Linked DNA regions of Columba livia: region 1 is linked to region 2. The links are chromatin contacts, called in public Hi-C maps. All regions are on one chromosome and are shown on one strand. The core of a region is the stretch at or near the end of the contact, and the rest is flanking DNA. Distances in the headings are between cores, read along the strand shown. Region 1 holds the start of INPP4B (inositol polyphosphate-4-phosphatase type II B). Region 2 has its middle 28 kb from the start of USP38.

Region 1 (4,748 bases), core at 281-2,780, 40 kb after region 2:
TCTGAGTCTGCTGGTATCAATTCCTACGCTGGCAGGATCTTTTCTGCTACGTGTTATGTTATGGGGCATTAAAAATTGAACAAGAAGAAGATTAAGAAGAAATTCCTGTTGTGAGAAGCAAAATATTGTTCGTGAGAGATACTCGAGAGACTCATCTCTGAGTTTAAGGCAGTTTCACTTTGTTACAATGGTTTGTTCAATATGAGTCTGATTCTGCAAACATTTATGCATGGGTAGCTTTACATAAATGGGTAGTTCCATCAAGCCAGGTTTTTGTGTATTACTTCTTACATTTAAGTGTTTGGACAAGACCAAATCTTTCCTTCTTGTGCCTTCTCAGCATTTTCCTTCCAATTTTTATCTAACTTATAATGTGAGTATTTGGTTAGCTCCCCTCTACTCAGAACTTTGTCTCTCTGCATAACTTTGACTTCAAGCTCCTGAAGCTAAATCAACTTTGCTTTTCACAGATAATTGTCGGGCTTTGTCCTGGTACGACGTAGATGACTGTAGCTGTTATGACACAGAAAACCCTAAAATCCAGGCCTGTAACTAATGCTATTGAGTAAGCTAAAGTAGCTATTAAATCTGCATTAACTTCAGTTGTTTTGTATATGATGGTTTAGGAGTTGCTTACGCAGCTCAAATCCCAGACGGTGTCCTACTATAGTACACAAGTAGTCCCAGTAGGATTAATCGACATTTGAAATACCGGAATATATCTAAGTACAACAGAAATAAAAAACTGGATTGCAAAAAGATTACTATCAAGTGAGTAAGATGCATTAGAAACTACTTAATTCCTCTGTTGCCTTGCATACTGAACCAATGACGTACCATAGATGCAGCATTTATGAGCTGTGCTTCATGCACGGTGAAGGGGTCAGCTGTGCCATCAGGACCCCCTGAAGTGGCTTTCATGAGCAAGTCGGATTGATTAGCTAAAGCCCTGCATAGCTTCGATGCAAAGTCGTTTATTTACAATAAGCAAAGCACAAAAAGCACCCTGGCCTTGCCTCAACACAACCAGCCCCAGATGCTACCACAGAGCTGGAGCAGGGGCCTGCGGCTCCCAGGCCGGCTCTACAGAGTCCATTAATACTTTCCAGAGGCTAGAGGAAGCTCTCTCACTCCCTTGTTCACAGGAAGGGGTTTACTTGATCACCCTTCCCCCCCCCAAACTTTTGCAGCTGATAAGAAGCCAGCCCAGCGGCTCTGAGAAGCCCTTCACTGGGCTCCCTGGGAGCCCTTACTTCCAGCGCTGCGAGGGGAAAGCGACTAACGTTTCCCGGCAGTGACCATCCACAGGGCTTCCCAACCCAGTCAGTAGCTTGCCAGCTTGGGCCCAGCGCTGGCACCGGCCTCCCCAGGAGGGACCCCCGCCTCCTCCGACCGTCCCCTCGGGCTGGGTGAGCTCCCACCGCCTCCTCTCCGTCCCTGGCACTCGGCAGAGGCGGCCGTGGAGGCCGGGCTCCCTCTGGGCGGCAGGAGGTGAATGGCAAGCGGCGGCTTCTCCCTCCCACACCCCAGTGTCTGTCTCGCCTCCTCCAGCAGCAGCAGCAGCGGGTCACCTCTGCGCGGCTGTGCCGTGCCGTGCCGCGCTGCCTGCCGGCCGCAGGGCTGCCAGAGAGGCGCGGGCAGCTCCTCGTCGCTGCGGGCTCAGGGGCGCTACCTGCGGGGCCGCCGCAGAGCCGGGGAGCCGCCGCTGGGCTGCGGTGACATTGGGAGGAGACTGGTCCGAGGGCGGCGCCGGGGGACAGGAGCGCCTGTGCCCGAGGCTATCGCCAGCCACCACTCGCCCTCCTCGGGGCAGCGGGCGGGCTGGGCTCTGGCTGCCCGGCGCGGCTCCCAGGGCGCTCAGCCCTTCATTTCCTCTCGCTGTCGCGCTGCTGGAGGCTCCGGACTATAAATAGCAGGCTCGCCAGCCACCCAGCGACACACGCACGCACCGGGGGAAAGTGTCGCGCCGGTTGCCCCAGCGGGCGGGCAGCCAGCTGCCAGCCAGGTAAGCGCCGCTCGGGGCAGGCAGGGCCGGGCGGGACGCGGGTGCTCCTTCCACCGGGCGAGGGTTTTGTTTCCTTGTTTCCCCGCTGTCTCCCGCGCGTCAGGAGAGATTAAAAGCTGGGAATGGGTTCCGCCGAAGTCCCTCCCTTTTATTCCCTTATCAAGTTTCTTAAGGTTACAGCCCGCAAGGCGTGCGTAGCCCTAAGGCGCTCTCGTCGGGGGCCGCCGCTCAGTTCCCGACTGCCGCCACAACCCGACGAGCGGTCCCGGCGGGCGGCGAGGCGGCCGGTGCGCTGCGGGCGGCTGCTGCTCCCCCGCCTCCGGCGCGGGCACCGCGCCCCCTCAGGGCCGGGGCTCAGGGCAGGCAGGCGGCCCGGCCGCCCCAGGGACCGCCAGCCGGCCCGCCGCCGCTCTCCGGGGGTCACCGGGGCGGGGAGGGACTCGGCGTGCCGGGAGAACTTCCAGCTAAGACCCGCTGGAGATTTCTCCTACTTTCTCCCATCCCCGGCGTTTCCTGCCGGGGAGTCTCGGTGCCGCTTTGGCCGCGGTGCCTGGCCACCCCTTTTGCCGCTGCAGCCGGGACTCCTCTGAAGGGGCTTTGCGGGGGCTGAGGACATTATTTGCAACAGTTTTATGTTATGTTTGAAAGTTGGGGGTACTTGAATGGTGAGGCTGGTATGAGGCTCCGTAGGCGCCGCTAAGGGGTTAATTTGGTAGAGTAATCGAGCTACAGGATACCCATCCCCATCTTGCAAATAACAGCGTCTGCTGAAATGTGATGGAAACCATGAGAAAGGTCTTACATGTAGATAAGTTGAGCAAGTTGTAATTTGAAATGGTATCAGCCAGAAAAGGGCGGGGAGGAGGAGGAATTGTATTTGATTTCTGAACTGTGATCAAGTGGAGCTCTCTTTTCTGTTCCCAAAAGTGACACACAGATTTTTTTGAAGCATGAATGGTAGAGCTTGTGCTGTCTGCTTGCCTGGTCCCCAAAGCTAAATGGTGCCTTATTTGAAGTAAAAATAATGGGATGAAGTCTTTGCGGAGCTATGTTTTCATCTGATCTGTAATTAGGTTTCTGTATCTCTTCCTCACCAGAAGAAATTTACTTGTTTATTTATGCATTAATGATGCATTAAAATAGATACACTAAAATCAGGCCATATATATATGTCATTTACATCTGTCTTTGAATCTCAAAAACAAGACTAATTTTTCACTGGTTTACAGACACCCTCTATCTACATTGAAAGGATATCTACATAGCAAGAATGGTAGGGGAAAATGTCTGCTTCTCGGTCTTTATGAAGGAAAGAGTTTATTTAAATTATTTGCTTTTAACAAAACTTCCTATGTTTGGACAAATATTTACAAATGTGACAGTAGTTTTTAAAAAGGAAATGTTCCAATCACTTGATTTTTTAAAATGTTATTTTGAATTTCTTGATTAAATTTGAACTAGCTTTAAAGCCCTGCAGTATCTTGGGTTTTTTTGCACTGTGAACCTGTATATTGGATGAGGTTTGTGCATGTGAATCCTCATTATTGTAACTATCCATGCAGGACTGTGTACTTCACACATTCTGATAATTCCACTAAAATGAAGATACAAGTCACAAGATTAATGTGAGCAGAAATTAGTCTTCTGAGATTTTTACAACCCTGATGACATTAGTGGGAGCATGTGGCCGTGTTACTACTTCAGAGCCCTATTTTGGCCTTTTTTCCCTATGCTTTCTGGCCGTTCCTACAGTGCTCAAGATAAGATTAAATCTTTCCATAATATAAAGCTTTTCTTTTATTGGCTCTTTTTGACTACCTAAAACTTCAAGTTCCAGTTCTCCATGGGTTCTTCAAACCTTGCAAGTGCTGCTGATCTCTCTTTTGCACTCTGGAGAGCATTATCTGTGGGGCTGCCTTGGTTCTCTTTGATCAAAGAATTCCATCTTTTAAGGCTAAGGTATATCAGTTGGAGTAGGTGTATCCAGGTGCCTCCTTTATGACCATCTTTTTATCTTCTGATCTGACCTGAAGATTTTGTGACATTAGGTGAAGATTTTGTGAATTGAAATGCATGATTAATACTGTGCTTAGTACCTGGAAGTCTACTGTACTGCAAGATGACAAAAAAACCCCAACAAGAGCAAACAACCCCAACAAAAATCCCAAGGACTAGAAGATCTGCCTGGAGCATCGAGGTCAGCCTGTGGAGTACAGTGCTGCTAGTTGACAGTAAAGAGTGGAGGCTGCAAATAGTCTACAGGTCAAGTAATTGTTTGAATAGGCCTAGGCCTAAATTCACTGTGAATTTTGAGGAAAGTAGCAGGACTGATATGTCTGATGAATTATTTAGCTTGTGATGGATATATATTTTTAGCATATTACTTTTGCGGAGAAATATGCAAACAATACCTTTTGTATTTATATAACATATTTACAGGAACACTTAAGATAGTTGGCTAAGAGAGACAAACTGAAAGTTGGACAGTTACTCCCAACCCTAGTGTTTCTTCAAAATTCATGACAATTTGATCTAGCTTTCTTACACACTTGGGCAGTTACCTTTGTTTCTCCCCTTAATTTTTATTTTCCTAACCTTTCCTGTATGCCACATGCTCTGACTGATGGAAATTTTTAGGAAGAGCTATTTTTGTTTGGCTTACTAAATCTTTTGTATTACATTAGTGTTTTAGTGCTACTCTTGATGAATGGTGGATGTTATCACACCTTTGAGGAAGGATTCC
Region 2 (4,902 bases), core at 295-2,794:
ACAAGTTCCTGTATAAATATATATATAAATACATATATAAATATATATATATATTCTTTTCCTCCTGGATCGTCTCCAGCAAGTACAGCATGGCATCATGTCTCTTAGTTGGTTTCTTATGAAATCGGGCATGTTCAGCAACTAGATGCCCCTTTCTCACAGCACTGAGGAAGTGATTCATTACTGACTGGGAGAGAGGCCACTGTGCAACTGGTATCTGTTCTGACTCGATTTCTATGTGCTTTTTTATTTACTTTTTTTCTAAATGAGAAAAATTCCTGTGGAGTTGGGGTGGTGTCAGTTTTGTGATCAGATGTAGCCTGCAGAAAAATAAAAGTGGAAATGGTAAGCAAGACCTTATATTTACTTTCTGAAGCTTTTTGTTCAGTATAAGATAAAGGTCGTTCTGGAGAAACATGTCAAGAATTCTAGTGAGGCTAGCAGACATCTAACATAACCAGAGAACCAGAAGGCTTAAAAAAGATTTAATACAGTAAGGGGGGGGGGGGGGGGGAATACTATTTTTGCAAATCCAAGAGTTTGCTATTTGAATGTAAGGACAATCATCTAGATCATGTCTTCTGAACTGGGCAGCACACACACAGCAGAAAACTTCAGGTGTAAAAAGACCTTTCCTGTTACTGTTTGGAGATGCAGCATTATGGACCCGCTCCTCTTCCTGCCCTTTTGTTTTCTGACCATGTTGGTAAATTGAGGTGATACTTAGCAGACACTTACATGCTAGATTGGAAAACCAAACACATATACCTGACAGAACAAGCCTTAACAGATACAAGTGATAATACAAATTTCTGAATCACTTGCTGAAACCTCCCTTTCCTTTGAGGTGTCTCATCCCTGCTGGAATTGGAAAAACTGTAATGTAAATTATTACGGAGGTCACTGTAATCAGGAAATCAGGAGGTGTAAATTTAAAAAGAGCCCTTGAAACATTGTCAGGAGTGTGTAAAATGTGCTTTTCAGGCCTCCTTGCCTTCCTCTGATTCAGAATGACATTGATTTTCTCCTTTGGTAGTCACAGTTTCGGAGCTTGTGTACTAACCCATACACAGTATGAGGCAAGAGAAGCTCTAATTTTGAAGCTGTTGGCTTCTTATTTGGTAGGTGGATATATGGGATCCAAAATCCTCTGGGTTTGGTGAGCAAAATGGATGAGGATTGGAGATACAGTGCCAGTTTCATCTGATTAACAGAGAATCTGGTGAAAAGTTGGCCTTGGTCGTCAGCCTAAATGACATTAGTAGCTCAAGGGTGTTTTAATTGTGTCACAAGGAGCACCATTGCGACTGCTGCTAGTTGCTGCTCTTTCTCGCTGTGAAACGGGAAAGGGTGACAGGACAAAACAGGGTGCCCTTTTAGGGGGCAGTGGCCTGGCTGGGAGCACTGGCCAAATTGCTACTGGCGTTTACTTCTTTTTTAACCGCAGAAGTAAGCCCGATCTGCCTCACCAGCTGGTGTAAATGCCATCCATGAGCAGAGCAGATAAAGAACACATAAGATGTTTGGCTTGGCACTTCCAGGGGTGCCTCTGACCTTTGAAACCAGAGAAGGCAGTTTAGAAGGGCTGCTCACAGCCTGCTTGTGTTCATAATACAGCTCCTGGCAGCTCGGCTCAGGCTGGCATTGCCCACCTTGTAGCAGCTTATCCTTTTATAATCTGACCCGTTTGGAAAGCTTATAATGGTATGGTACTATTTCTGAATAAGCAGATAGTGACAAACTTCACTCTTCGTCCATTTTCGAGACAAACTCCTAAAATCACACTTTTCATCTTGCATTTAGGGACTGCTGGAAAAACACAGGCCTGTCTGAGAGGCTCGTTGCGCCCCGGGCGGCGCTCCCTCTTCCCCCCGCCCCCAGTGGAAGAGCGGAAGCGCAGGGGCTCCGCCGCTCGCCGCGGGTCACCCCAGCTGCTGCGGCGGGGGCTGCGCGGGCGGCGGCCGGCCGGCAGGGCGCGCGCTGGGCGCACGCAGGCGGCGCGAGGCGGCCGGGTTTGGGGAGGGGGGATCGGGGGTGGGTGGCGCCACGCGTGTGCGGCCACGCGTGCGCCGGGGGGCGATGGCACACGCGCTGGCGCACCCCTGCCCCTGGCTGCAGTCGCAGCTCCTTACTGCCGGTGATCCTGCCGGCGCCGCTTGTACGGAGCCATTGCAGGAGGAATGTTGTTTTCACAGGCGGGGACCTGACACCTGACCCCAGCGCGGGGTGGGGGACAGGACTGAGAGACGGCTGACTATGAACGTTTAGTGTAAAACAAAGTCTCTTCGAACTAATCCCGAGTGCAAACTGATTAGTGTATTCAAAAAGTTAAGTCAGGGGAAGGGTAGCCAAAGAGGCAGGAATCCGTATTTTAAATAAATCAATAAGGGGAGGGCATTGTTGGAATTAAACGAATGAGACAGGTAAACTGAGGTGGGCATCTGTAAACCCTGCAGTACCCAACCAGTGGGGAACAGCGGATGGAATTTGCAGCTGGGTTTTGGGGCTTTTTGCCCTATTCCGTGTGCCTACCTTTAGGTAAAACACCCAGGTTTGCAAGACTGTTAATAAAATATGCTTTGCTGAGAGATCCTGCCTGAGCCTATTATATTGGCAAGATGATCGGTTCCTACACCGTGAGGCGGGAAGGCAATCAACTTCAGGTGGCTTTACTTAAAGGAAGCTGTAAAATCAGCGTGTTTGCTTACTTGATCACACATCATGGGCACGAGTGGTTCCAAGAGCTTTTTGGCCGTATAGGAGATTCTCCATGGTTCAGGGCAGGTGATGCAGTTTCACTGACACTTCTAGAACTTGGCAGATTGCATTGGGGTAAAGAGTGGCACAGCTCAGACTATCAGGGTGTGCCATGTCCTTGTCTGTGGTGATGCTCTCAGTTGTGACTCGATACTAGGACAGTCAGAAAACGGCTTTAAAGGATGACTCACAAATGTGTGGTGCGGTTGGCCTAAGAAGAAGGAATAAAACAGTAGGAAACTACACATGCAGGCAGTGAAAATTTGGACCATAGTGCCTGCATATGTCACTAGGCAATATTATCAGCAATGTATATATCTCCATGTATTTTTTTTTCTATTTCAGATTGTTAAACATGGGATTCAGTTATTCACCAGAGTAAATAAAAGATGCTGGTAGCAGGCTTCAAGACTGAACTCATCTATTCACAGAAGATATTCAGCAGAGGCAGTGACAATGTTCACCTCCCCTAGACAGTTCTTTCAAAGTGCCTTTGTGCTCAGTCACCATCTCTGAGACTTTAAAGGGCAGTTCAGTCACGATGTTTATTGAATCCTTGCCCTTTCTACTTAAATTGCCTACAGGGAAGGCCACTAATTCTGTCTTTTTGTCATGTAAACATTAAGGACTGTTTTTTGAGCACCTTTTTTTCCCCTCCAAAAATTCTAGCTATCCTTTATAAGGTTTTTCATTTTACTGAAAACTTTCTCTACTACAGTAATTTCTATATTATGCTGAAGTATAGATTGTCATGACCAAATACTCTTTGCTATTTTACATAAGTGTTTTATTAGGAATAAGTCTTAAGTGGGCAATGGGACTGCCTTCCTTGCACAGCTGCAAGAAATGAAGAGTTTCTGCCTACTTCCAGCCTTGCATCCAGCATCCTCAAGCACAGAATGATGGAGAGTAGAGCCCCATCCCTCCAACATGCTGACTCATTTACCTCAGCTCAATTGGTACATAAGTCAGTAGCATTTACCTCCTCTGTGACACATAAAAACCCTTTATTTTATAGATCGCAGGCAACAATATGTCTCCTCCTGCAACTGGTCATATACCTAGAACATAATCACATTCTTAACAGTTAATTTTAGGAAGGAGAATAAATAGTGGGCTGTCAAGATTCTCTGTGTATTTAGCATCTTGGTATATTTCAGTTTTGTTCTCAAGTGTTCATTATTTGGTAATGGGAGAAAAGTGCTTTTTCCCCCCTGTTAAGTAACAAGACTTGCATTTGAGCAGCTTATTGCTCTCTAGAAAGTGACTGCAGAGAAAAATTGCTCAGGATTCAGGGAGGGCTAGCCTGTTTCTGGCTAGATTTCACTTTCTGTGTTGGGCTTATATGTTTTACACAGCTAATCTGGGGCCAAGCAACCACTTAGCAGAAGGGATGTTTTCTTCTCTGTATTAATTACTGAGATAGCCTTGTGCAGAACACACTGTAGGAAGGCATACATGCCAAGTAGCAGGTTCTTATCCCACAATCATAGAATCATAGAATCATTTCAGTTGGAAGAGACCTTCAGGATAACCGAGTCCCACTGTAACCTAACTCTACCACTAAATGATATCCCCAAGAACCTTGTCTAAATGCCTTTTAAACACCTCCAGGGATGGTGACTCCACCACTTCCCTGGGCAGCCTGTTCCAATGCCTGACAACCCTTTACGTGAAGAATTTTTTCTTAATATCCAATCTAAACCTCCCCTGGCACAACTTGAGGCCATTTCATCTTGTCTTGTCACTTGCTACTTGGGAGAAGAGACCAACACCCTCCACGCTACAACATCCTTTCGGGTAGTTGTAGACAGCAATAAGGTCTCTGCTCAGCCTCCTTTTCTCCAGGCTAAACAGCCGCAGTTCCTTCAGCTGCTCCTCATCAGACTTGTGCTCCAGGCCCCTCACCAGCTTCATCACCTTCTCTGCACTCTCCCCAGTATTTCAACGTCCTTCTTGTGATGAAGGGCCCAAAACTGAACACAGGATTCAAGGTGGGGCCTCACCAGTGCCGAGTGCGGTGGCACAATCACTTCTCTAGTCCTGCTGGCCACACTATTTCTGATACAAGCCAGGGTGCTGTTGGCCTTTTTGGCCACCTGGGCACACTGCTGGCTCGTGTTCAGCTGGCTGTCAATCAGCACC

The links. A called contact is a pair of places that touch in the nucleus more often than the background predicts.
Region 1: a contact with region 2 is called in a Hi-C map of liver, with 1.7 times the contacts expected there. The contact joins the promoter of INPP4B here to the enhancer-like site in region 2. A contact is called at or near these places in 2 of 2 Hi-C or Micro-C datasets (crop and liver).

The regions. Positions count from the first base shown.
Region 1 is chr4:58,629,293-58,634,040 of bColLiv1.pat.W.v2, forward strand. INPP4B (inositol polyphosphate-4-phosphatase type II B) reads left to right here and starts at 1,531. Exons shown (of 26, transcript XM_065061993.1): 1 at 1,531-2,005.
Region 2 is chr4:58,589,662-58,594,563 of bColLiv1.pat.W.v2, forward strand. No RefSeq gene overlaps it. Among named protein-coding and RNA genes, the nearest start is that of USP38, 28 kb to the left of the region's middle. Within about 2 kb of position 1,545, at least 1 of the 3 cell types and tissues checked has an H3K27ac peak away from gene starts, as active enhancers do.